Linked DNA regions of Sus scrofa: region 1 is linked to region 2. Evidence: chromatin contacts called from public Hi-C data. All regions are on one chromosome and are shown on one strand. Each heading gives the region's core, a stretch centred on a gene start, on an enhancer-like site or on the middle of the called end of the contact. The rest is flanking DNA. Distances are from core to core; before and after follow the strand shown.

Region 1 (4,928 bases), core at 170-2,669, 50 kb after region 2:
TGAGAACAAACTAAGATAGTGTGAATCTTCCAACACTAAGTTCAGCACCAAGTGGGTGCTCAGCACCTGTGAAATCCCTCCTCCAACATCCCGCACTTATTGGGTGCACAGGCCCTGGGGCAGGCAGTGATCTCCAAGGACAGCACCCGGGCTCTCCCGGTCTCCTGGGCTCCGGGTACTTGTCTAGAAGCTTTGGCCTCTGCTGCCCTCTGGTGGCAAAGTGCCAGCCGGGCTCTCCCGGTCTCCTGGGCTCCGGGTACTTGTCTAGAAGCTTTGGCCTCTGCTGCCCTCTGGTGGCAAAGTGCAGGCAGAGCCATCTCTGAGCTCCGTGGGGCTTTGATATAACAACGGAAGAGGCCCAGGGGAACCAAGGAACTTAACAGATTTGAAAGTGCTTCCTGGGCGTTCCCATCGCGGCCCGACGAGTATCCATGAGGACGTCGGTTCGATCCCTGGCCTCGCTCAGTGGGTTAAGGACCCGGCGTTGCCATGAGCCTATGGCGTAAGTCGCAAACACAGCTCAGATCCCGCGTTGCTGCGGCAGTGGTGTAGGCCTGATAGCTGTAGCTCCCATTCGACCCGTGGCCTGGGAACCTCCATATGCCATGGGAGTAGCCCTAAAAATTGAAAAAGAAATTACGTCATTAAACTTCACTTGCCTCTATCCTCAAGGTAGTCCTCCACGTGTTGTCCTCCAGAAAAACCACTGCGGTGGCAACTCACAGCCAGCCTTGCTTGGTGCCCAGGGACTGCCACCCCAGCCAACCCGGGTATTTCCTCTTCACCACAACCCACGGAAGAGCCTGAATCCTCCTTATAGGTGAGGAAATTTTAGTCCCACAGGTGAGGGTTCAGGGCTACAGGTAGCTCCCATCCTGATGAATTTACAGGAGTGCCCTTCCAGGTGGACCATGAAAAGGATAGCGAGGGTTGGACCTGGTGGTTTTTCTGGTTTGGGATGACTGAGGACATTTTAGAAGGCAGGTGGAATAAGGGTGGAAGCTAGATTCCTGGAAGCTGCTGGAGGACCTAAGTGCCCTCCGCTGGGTCCCTCACATCTGCCTACAGAGCTGGACAGAGAGCTGACAAAGCTTCAGATGTGCGGTCCTCCCCACCCCGCCCAGCCCAGCCCCTTCCTTCTCCCAGGCCTCGGCCTGGCACTTCCAGGCCGGATGGGACGCGGAGGCCCGGTTTCTTTGTGGAAGATTAAATGCCAGAAGAAGGCACCGAATGGCAGGAATGGGTCCCGGTGCCCGGTTACTGACCAGCGCGCCCATGGACGCCGCGCCCCCGGTTGCCCCGCCCCCGGCTGCCCCGCCCCGGCCCGCGGGGTCCCCCGGCCCCGCCCCCGGCCCGCCCGCGCCCGCGCCGCCGCCCGTCCGCGTTCCCGGCCGCCCGGAGCGTCCGCGAGTCGCCGACATGGGCCGGGCCCGGCCGGGCGAGCGCGGGCCGCCCAGCCCCGGCCCCGCCGAGCCGCCCGCTCCCCCGCCGCGCCGCGGCCGCATCCTGGCGCTGCTCGGAGCGCTGTTCGCCGCCGCCGCGGCCGCCGCCGCCGCGCGGGCCTTCGCCCGCCACTCCGAGGCCCAGGCGCCGCGCGGCAGGTCCGGGCCGCGGGGAGGGCGCGGCGGCCGGGAGAGTCGGGTGGGCTTGGGAGGGGCTGGGCTCTGAGGGGCCGGGCCGGGTGGGGGACCAGGCGAGGTCGGGGATGGAAGGGCGCCCCGACCCGAGGGGACGGGGCCTTAGGGCTGGGAGGGCTGCATGGAAGGGCTAAGAAAACGGGGTTGGGGGGGCGGGCAGACTTGGAAGGACTGATGGGGGAGGTGGAAGGACTGGCCAGCGTGCAGCAGGGGCTGGGACAGGCTTCAGGGGAACAGTATATGTGGGTGACTGGGACAGTGGACCGCAGACAAAGCTCATAGAAGCAGGGACTGGAGCCTCTGGATGGGTCCAGGGAGCGCTGGGACAGTGGGCAGGGGAGTCAGACGAGGACAATGGGTGGACCAGAGGGTGATGGGGGATGGGTCCAGATAGAAAGGGATCACCAGAGTGGATACTGGATGAGGGCAGGGAGTGAAGCAAAGGGACCAGGAGGGGTGGGAAGGGGACTGGGGTTCTGGGGTGCACAGAGGTGGTGTTTGGACACACGAACTGGGAGGTGGGCTGAGGGAACTCAGGAAGATGGTGGCAGGAGCTGCTCCTTGCATGCTTTTGGGATATGGGTTGGGAATCCAACTGCTCAGCCCAGCCACCTCCTCCCAAGCAGGATTCAGCACTGAAAGCCCTGGGGACAGAAGGCCTCTTCCTCTTTTCCTCCCTGGACACTGACCAGGACATGTACATCAGCCCTGAGGAGTTCAAGCCCATCGCCGAGAAGCTGACAGGTACCAGGAGAGCCTGGGGACTGGGGAGGAGGAGGCAAGGCCCTGCCCTCTGCTTCTTGCTTGTGTCTGCTCTAAGCAGGGGGGCTGCCTGGAGTCGGGGGGAGGCCTGTGGGGCCTAGCAGCCCTGGGGTCCTCCCATCCCTGACACTTTCTAGCCGGGGTTTGGGCAAGCTGCTTTAACAGACACATGCACATACAACACACACACACACACAAACACACACACACACCCCTGAGCCTGTTCTCCTCGTGTGAATAATAGTAGCTAATATTCCCTGAGCACTTCCTCAGGACCAGACATCACTTTAAGCACCTCCTGGGAGTTAAGCCTCTAATCTGTGCAATGCCCCGTGAGATGAACACTGTCCTGATCCTCATGTTTATAGTTTGGGAGACAAGCCCAGGCTGGAAAAGTGTAGAGCCAGGCTTAGGGACCTCATGTCCTCAGGTCCTGCACCAGCTCATTTGCACATCAGAGAAACTGTCTGCAAATTGACGGCAGTAGATATTCAATAGACAGGAGCTACCACTATTACTACTAAATGTTAAACTCTGCTTGGATACTGTCAGAGTCCTATCCCATCTTGTCATCCATTTTTGTCTGGTTGTAATCAGTGATTTTTTTTTTTTCTTTTTTTGGTAAATGTTTGGGGCCGAAGCATTCTAATGAATGCTCACGCTCTATCATCACCCTAACTTCTGTGTCCGTATTTGGTGACATTTCCTAAACTTACGATCTTGGGCATCTACTTGTCACCCAAATTGCTTGGTGTAAGTAGGTCAATATGGGAAAGATGAAAAAGAGACGCCAGCTGCTCTCAGGTGAGGAAGCACGAAAGGACTGCCATGGGCTTTCTGTCTCAGGATGGGTTAGGTAGGTCAGCCACTTGCTAGCCTGGTGGCCTGTGGTCACTGCCAGAGGAGGAAGGTCAGCTAAAAATGCTAATTTGCTGGAGGGGATGTGACAGTGCCCCCCAGGGGCAGTCAGTTCTGTCATGAAAGCACATGGACGGGTGTACTGGTCAGCCCCGTGTGGCTTTGCTTTGACTTATTTTGAACACACTTCTTCGAGCATCCACACAGCCACCTCCTTGTCCTTTTTCATCGCCAGGGAGCAAAAGGTGCCTCATGATGACATGTTGACCAAGCTTGTTGGGCTTGGAGGTGCTTTTAATTTTTTCACACAAATCTGTTTCTCTATCAGAGGCAAATAGCCTCTCCCTCCATTAACTCCTAGGCCACTGTGAGTGCAACACTGGAGCACATTGTTGGGAGAACAAAACAAAACCAAAAACACCACATCTATGCAGGAAATAGAGGCAGACAGTCCTCTCTAGTTGGTATGGTTATATGTGTTTCATTTATAGAAGTTTTGCAAATTGTCTATGAGTAAATGTTATTTATGTCAGGAAATAAAACATTTTATTAAAAAAAAACCAAAGAGCCATCAACTGCTGGGCATTATTATTTGTAATTATCTATGATAAACAGTAAAATAATTAGATAAACAGGGCTGACCAATAACCCTGCGTATTCCTCTTGTTCCCGTCTGTTGAGGTTTCTAGCCTGCTCTTTTGAAATGTTCTGCCTTGTCTTACAAATCCAGGCATAGCCCTGATTCTTCAGAACAGGGATTTGCATCAGGAGCCACTGGGGAGCACTAATCAGAAGCACGTTTTCCTGATTCTGGTCCCTGAAGACTTTGACTCAATAGGTCTGAGGAGGGTTCTGGGCATCGGCAGTTTAAAAAGGCATCCTGGGCAATTCTGATGATCCCTGGTTAAGACACTGCCTTGAGGGAGTTCCTGCTCCCAACTAGTATCCTTGAGGATGTGGGTTTGGTCCCTGGCCTCCCTAAGTGGGTTACAGATCTGGTGTTACCGTGAGCTATGGTGTAGGTGGCAGATGCAGCTCTGATCTGGTGGGGCTGTGGCATAGGCCGGCAGCTGCTGCTCTGATTTGACCCCTAGCCCTGAATGCACCCATTCATTCTGTCCGTTATTCAGTCAGTCAACAAATGCCAAGCATGCTCTCTGCCCTGAGGGCGCAGACATGACAGGACTGCCTGGCCTGCTGCTGGCTGTTATCTTATCTGTATTGTGGGGCCGTCCTGCCCTCAGTCACTCCTGAGATAGGCTTCACTCCTCCCAAGCCGTGTTGTGACTCCCTCCACCCTTGAAAGGCTGCAGACTCTGAGCAGGAAGAGATCAGACTTCAGCCTCCGCCACCCAGCCCCTCTCCCGCGGGGAAACGTGGCCCCCAGGAAATCAGGGAGAAGCAGGTCTCCTCCCTTCCAGACCAGTGCTCTTTCTGTGACATCGAAGATCCGCTGCTTCTGCTTCTTGCTATTGCTCAATGTTCCTTGTCCCCTGACTGAGCACCTCTCTGAGCAGCCTTTGCTTCTTCCTGAGATGCCTCCCCCCAGCCCACCCTCCGCATGATAGGCCAAACACGGTAGCGTGGTCCCCATTTCTCATGTAGGAAAACCAGAGAGGCTGAGTGATTTGGCCCAAAACATCCAAGAAATGGAGCCGATCTCGTGCTAGA
Region 2 (4,890 bases), core at 846-3,345:
AGAATGACCCTGAGTCACAGCTTCATCCTCTGTGCCTGCAGGAGGCCTCAGCGGGGCCACAGTCATTGACTCCCTCGACACCCTCTACCTCATGGAGCTGAAGGAGGAGTTCCAGGAGGCCAAGGCCTGGGTAGAAGAAAGCTTCCACCTGAATGTGGTAAGTCAGAGACCCTGGGGTATTAGGGCCAGAAGGGACTGGAGAGATCAGCTACCAGCTCCCCCACCGCCATCACCTCTGAGACCCAGGCTGCCCAGCAGAGCATTCTTGGAAGTGGGGCTCCATGCCCTCATGCTGAGGCCCCTCCCCTCAAACCAGCCTTAAGGCGGGGGACATCCCGCCACCCCTGGCTGGCTCATGAGTACTTACCAGCCTGATCTCCCTGGCATGGAAGACAGCCTTGCTTCCCCTCGCTGGGCTCTGGGCACATTGCTCACACCCAGAAGCCCCTTGTGGGACTGAGTCTGTCTGACAGAACAGCAGCAACAGGGACTCTGGGAAGAGAAGAGTGGTTATCTGCTCGGAGCTGCTCTAACCTGCTGCCCTCGAGATGGCTGAGAGGGGCGGCGGGGCGGGCGTCTGGCTTGAGGCCTGTGACCAGGTCTGGGACCCACTTGGCTTCCAGCTTTGCAGGTGTCTAGGCAGGGACCAAGGCCTGGGGGAGGTGATGCCCATATGCATGGCTGGCACAAAAGCCTTAAATACCAGATGCCACTCCCACTGATCTCCCAGTGGAGGAACAGATCCATCCTGGGGGTCTGAGCTCACCGCAGAGAGAGGCTCTTTAGATGGTTTGGGGGAGCAAGACATGGAGACAGATGGGTGGGGGCAGGGTCACACTCTAGGGCTCCAGCCTGGGAAAGGCCGTTAGCCCCCCTGCGCCTTAGTTTTCCCAACCAAACGGCTGTACAACAAGAGCGCCTCATTCACAGGCTCTTGAGGACTGACCGCCACAGAGGGCTGTAAAAAGCATTTGATAACCCGCTAAGGTCTGACACAGATGCAAAGCGGTGCCACCATCATTGTGATAATTTTGAGGCTTGTTAGGACTTCTGCAAGTCTGTGCGAGGCGCTCGCAAGTGCAGAATCCTCCCATTTTCTAGGACAGTGAATAGGAAGGCAGAGGCAGGAAGAGGAAGGAGTGTCCCCCTACCCCCCTTTTCTCCCCCATGCAGGGGGTGGGTAGAGAGCGGGCCCCAGGCAGCTGCCCCATCCTGGGGCAGGTGGGGACGGGCTGGGGAGCCTAGGCCCATGCAGGTGGGCTGGGGCAGGTTAGGGTCCCTGGAAGAAAGCAAGATGTGGTCTCTCCACCTCTCTAGCCTGAGCTTTCTCATCTGGAAGTGGGAGTGAAGGCCAGAGAGAGAGAGTAGCTTTGCAAGGGCTCTGCTGATGGAAAAGCTCTCCCAGGTAGAAGGACAACCGTGGTGGTTACCAATAATAAAAGACCTCCATGTGGGAAGCAGGCCGGGGGGTGCTGGGGGGGTGCTTAGGGCTAGGGGGTCGGGGTAATAACAGGCACCTTTGTGAAGCCATTCCCTGCCCTGGCAGGGATCTCATCTGCCCCACTCAGCATCTCATTCCCACCCTGCAGGGAGTGAAGAAACTCCAGCAGGGGAAGGCTCAATTTCTTGCCTGAAGTCACAAAGCCAAGGGAGTGACTCAGGTGGGGTTTTATCTGGGCCTTGGCCTGAAGCCCCAATACCCCTGATTTGCAGTGCAGACTTCAGGAAGACAACAACAATGGTTAAGGCAGTGTGGGTGTGCCCCGAGGGCTGCAGAGCAGAGGCTGAGAAACTGCTGGTCGCCTCCCAGGATCTGCCTGGCACCCTCCTTTCTGCCTCAGAACCTCCTCTGAGACCCTTCCATGTGCCTGTCACCCCAAAGAAGGGCCACCCCATCCATCCTCCTGCTAAGCCAAGGTGCTCCCTTGGGGAGGGGAGGGGGCTGGCCTCTCCTCAGGCTTAGCTGCAGCCACAAGAGTTCTTGAACTCCTTGGAGAGCAGCCAGGCATAACTTTGCTGCCATGGCCTCTGGCAAGGGCTGGGGCAGGAAGCCAGACCCAGTGTTTATGTGCAGCTCTGTCAATGTGCGGCAGCTGCCCGCCAGGCAGGTGCTGATCCCTCTCATCTTTTGCTCTGAAAACCACCAAGGGTAGCTTGGCCCGCTGGGCAAGGGCTTGGAGCCAGGTGGAGGTGTGGCCAGGTCAGTGGAGCAAGGGCAGCGGCAGGTGTGACCTGTCTCCAGGGCCTGGCTGCCCCAGGGAGGCCTGTGACCATCTCACAAATGTCCCCACCGCCCTCCCCATCTTTCTGCCCCGCAGAGTGGAGAAGCGTCCTTGTTCGAAGTGAACATCCGGTACATCGGAGGACTCCTGTCAGCTTTCTACCTGACGGGGGAGGAGGTGAGTTGGCCTTTCCAGGCGCCTGGACCATCCAGGCTGGGAAGGGCTTGGGAGAACAGGCAGTGAGGAAACCGGAATTCCAGGGGATCCGAATCCCGCCTCCATGGTGCCACCTGCAGATTCCTCCTCCTCTTCTGTGTAAGGTTTCCATTCTGCTCCCACAGTCAGTCGTAAATTCTCTAGTGGCAGCAGCTGGGGCGGCCCACCATCCTCACGGCTCCCCGCACGGCACCTGCGATATCTGGGCTCCGTCTGGGTTTGGGTTGTTGCTGGACTGGTTCTCATAGGTGTTGGTTCTCAGGATTGATGAGGCCAAGAGCACTGTTTCACTCAGGGGCCCCTGGCCCTTGGCCCACTTCATAGGCATCCCTTGCCCTCTGCCCCTGGGCCAGCCATCAGCTAGACACCAGCTCCAGGTCTCAAGGGGAAGACAGGGAAGGTGGGCAGCCACTGCTGGTCTCTCGACCCAGGCCACTTGCCTTGGCTTCTAGGAGGATGGTTCAGTGTGGCAAGAAGGCAGAGCCCTGGACACAACCAGAAAACCTGCGTCTCCTCCCGACAGGGCACCTGCCTGTGGCCTTGAGCAAGTCCCTTCTCCTGCCCCAGGCCTCAGGCCTTCCCACCGTGGGGTGGTCCCAATCCCCCCTGGGGTCAAAGAGCTCTTGTGAAAAGGAGGAGAGGGCAAGGGTTTGGCCCCGGGGCTAAAAGGCTCCCAAGTCCACGTTCTCCAAAGTACAAGGAATCTTGAGAACCACAGAAATGGGAGGCTTCTTCCCCTTGTGATCTCCAGGGAAAGCACAGCCTGAGGTGGCCGGGAGGCTGGTCGAGTCCCCAGCATGTCACCCATCCATTGTGTCCCCGTTACCCAGAGGCAGTGTGCACTGCTGGGTTTGACCGTTGCTCTGTCCACATGGAGACGAGTCATTATCCTGCCCCCTGCTGGCGGGGGCCGCTGCTGCTGCTGCGGGAGAAAGCCTTTCCTTCTGCTTCCCTTCCACGCTGGGGCGGAAGCCAGGGTGGTGAGACCACAGGCGAGAGCCTGATCACTCCAGTCACTTGGTGCCCCCTCCATCAAGGCTCATCGCCTCTGCAGAGATTACTGCTTGTACCAATTTGCCCCCAAATGATTGTCCATGGGAACCCTGGGAGCCACCGGAGGCCTGGATTTCATTTGAAAAACCCCAGGACAGGAGTTCCCGTCGTGGCGCAGTGGTTAACGAATCCGACTAGGAACCATGAGGTTGCGGGTTCGATCCCTGCCCTTGCTCAGTGGATTGACGATCCGGCGTTGCCGTGAGCTGTGGTGTAGGTCGCAGACGCGGCTCGGATCCCGCGTTGCTGTGGCTCTGGCGTAGGCCGGCGGCTACAGCTCCGATTCGACCCCTAGCCTGGGAACCTCCATATGCCGCAGAAGCGGCCCAAAGAAATGTCAAAAAAAGAAAAAAAAAAAAAAAAAAAGAAAGAAAAACCCCAGGACAGGAAAGTGACATGGAGCAGAAACGTGCTGCGCTCTGCACAGGCACTTGCAGGCCTCAGGCCAGGTCCTGGGAGGGATGGGGTGGGATGATGCAGCCCAGGGCTCACAGGGAGGGGCCAGCAATTCCGGAAGGAGCTGGGACTCCTCATACCTGACGCTGGCCCCTCCTCCTTCCTCCTCAGAGGGCCGCTGTGATGCTGAGAACTTGCTTTGAGGCCTCGTCTCCCTAGGAGGGACCATCACCCTGGCTTTGCAGGGGCAGACCAGGCAGTGTGGTATGGTAGGCACACCTGTGTTCAGAAGGCCAAGGGCAGCCCAAGTGGCTCAGAACCCTTGAGCAGGCAGGCTCCCCGGGTTACGGCAGCCCCAAACCCCAGGCATGCCTCTGGTCCCCAGCACCTCCACGTGACAGAGACGAGGCCGCATGTGTGTGGGGGGGCAGGGTGCAGAGACTCATAGAAGAGGTAACTGGCCCAGGCAGCACGGCTCTGAGGGCTACCTTAGTCGCATGACTCTGTGGCCTTTCCACTGTGGGTCTGGCTTCTGGCCCTTGTCCAGCCTGGCCTGGCATCACTGCTTGTCACCAGGACTCAGCCACCTTAGACCAAGGCCTCCCTCCTGCCTCATCCTCCATTCACACACACTGGTGCCCGTGGAGGGAGGTCTTTCCCTCAAGTGTTTGTGGAACGAACCGTGAAAGAGACCCCACACCCTTTTCTGGGCTGAGGCCTTTCTTGCTTCAGAGGGAACCTACTGGGTAGGGTGACCCTACAGAGACCCAGCTCCCATGAGAATAACAAGCACAACCACAGCCACACCCGGTGACATTTGCACAGCACTTTACAGTTTAGATGGCACATTCATTTGTACACATCCTCTCATTTGATTTCTAGAAGACCCTTTGCACAGATGAGGCTCAGAAACAGGCATGGCCCACCCAAGGTCACACAGCTGCTAAGTGGGGAGATCTGACCCTGGGCTCTGACTCCCAGTCCAGTGGCCTTTCTACTCTAC

The links. Hi-C and Micro-C count contacts between places; a contact is called where the count stands out from the background.
Region 1: a Hi-C map of retroperitoneal adipose tissue shows a contact between it and region 2, with 2.0 times the contacts expected there. The contact joins the promoter of SELENON here to the enhancer-like site in region 2. A contact is called at or near these places in 7 of 47 Hi-C or Micro-C datasets (alveolar macrophages, brain, embryonic fibroblasts and 4 more).

The regions. Positions count from the first base shown.
Region 1 is chr6:83,245,515-83,250,442 of Sscrofa11.1, forward strand. It overlaps SELENON (selenoprotein N), which reads left to right and starts at 1,420. Exons shown (of 13, transcript XM_021095600.1): 1 at 1,420-1,589; 2 at 1,744-1,753; 3 at 2,261-2,381. The coding sequence starts at 1,420.
Region 2 is chr6:83,195,021-83,199,910 of Sscrofa11.1, forward strand. MAN1C1 (mannosyl-oligosaccharide 1,2-alpha-mannosidase IC) reads left to right here. Exons shown (of 12, transcript XM_021095595.1): 3 at 42-157; 4 at 2,319-2,399. Among named protein-coding and RNA genes, the nearest start is that of SELENON, 49 kb to the right of the region's middle. Within about 2 kb of position 2,096, at least 7 of the 83 cell types and tissues checked have an H3K27ac peak or open chromatin away from gene starts, as enhancers often do. A contact at or near this core is called in retroperitoneal adipose tissue, where this site is marked.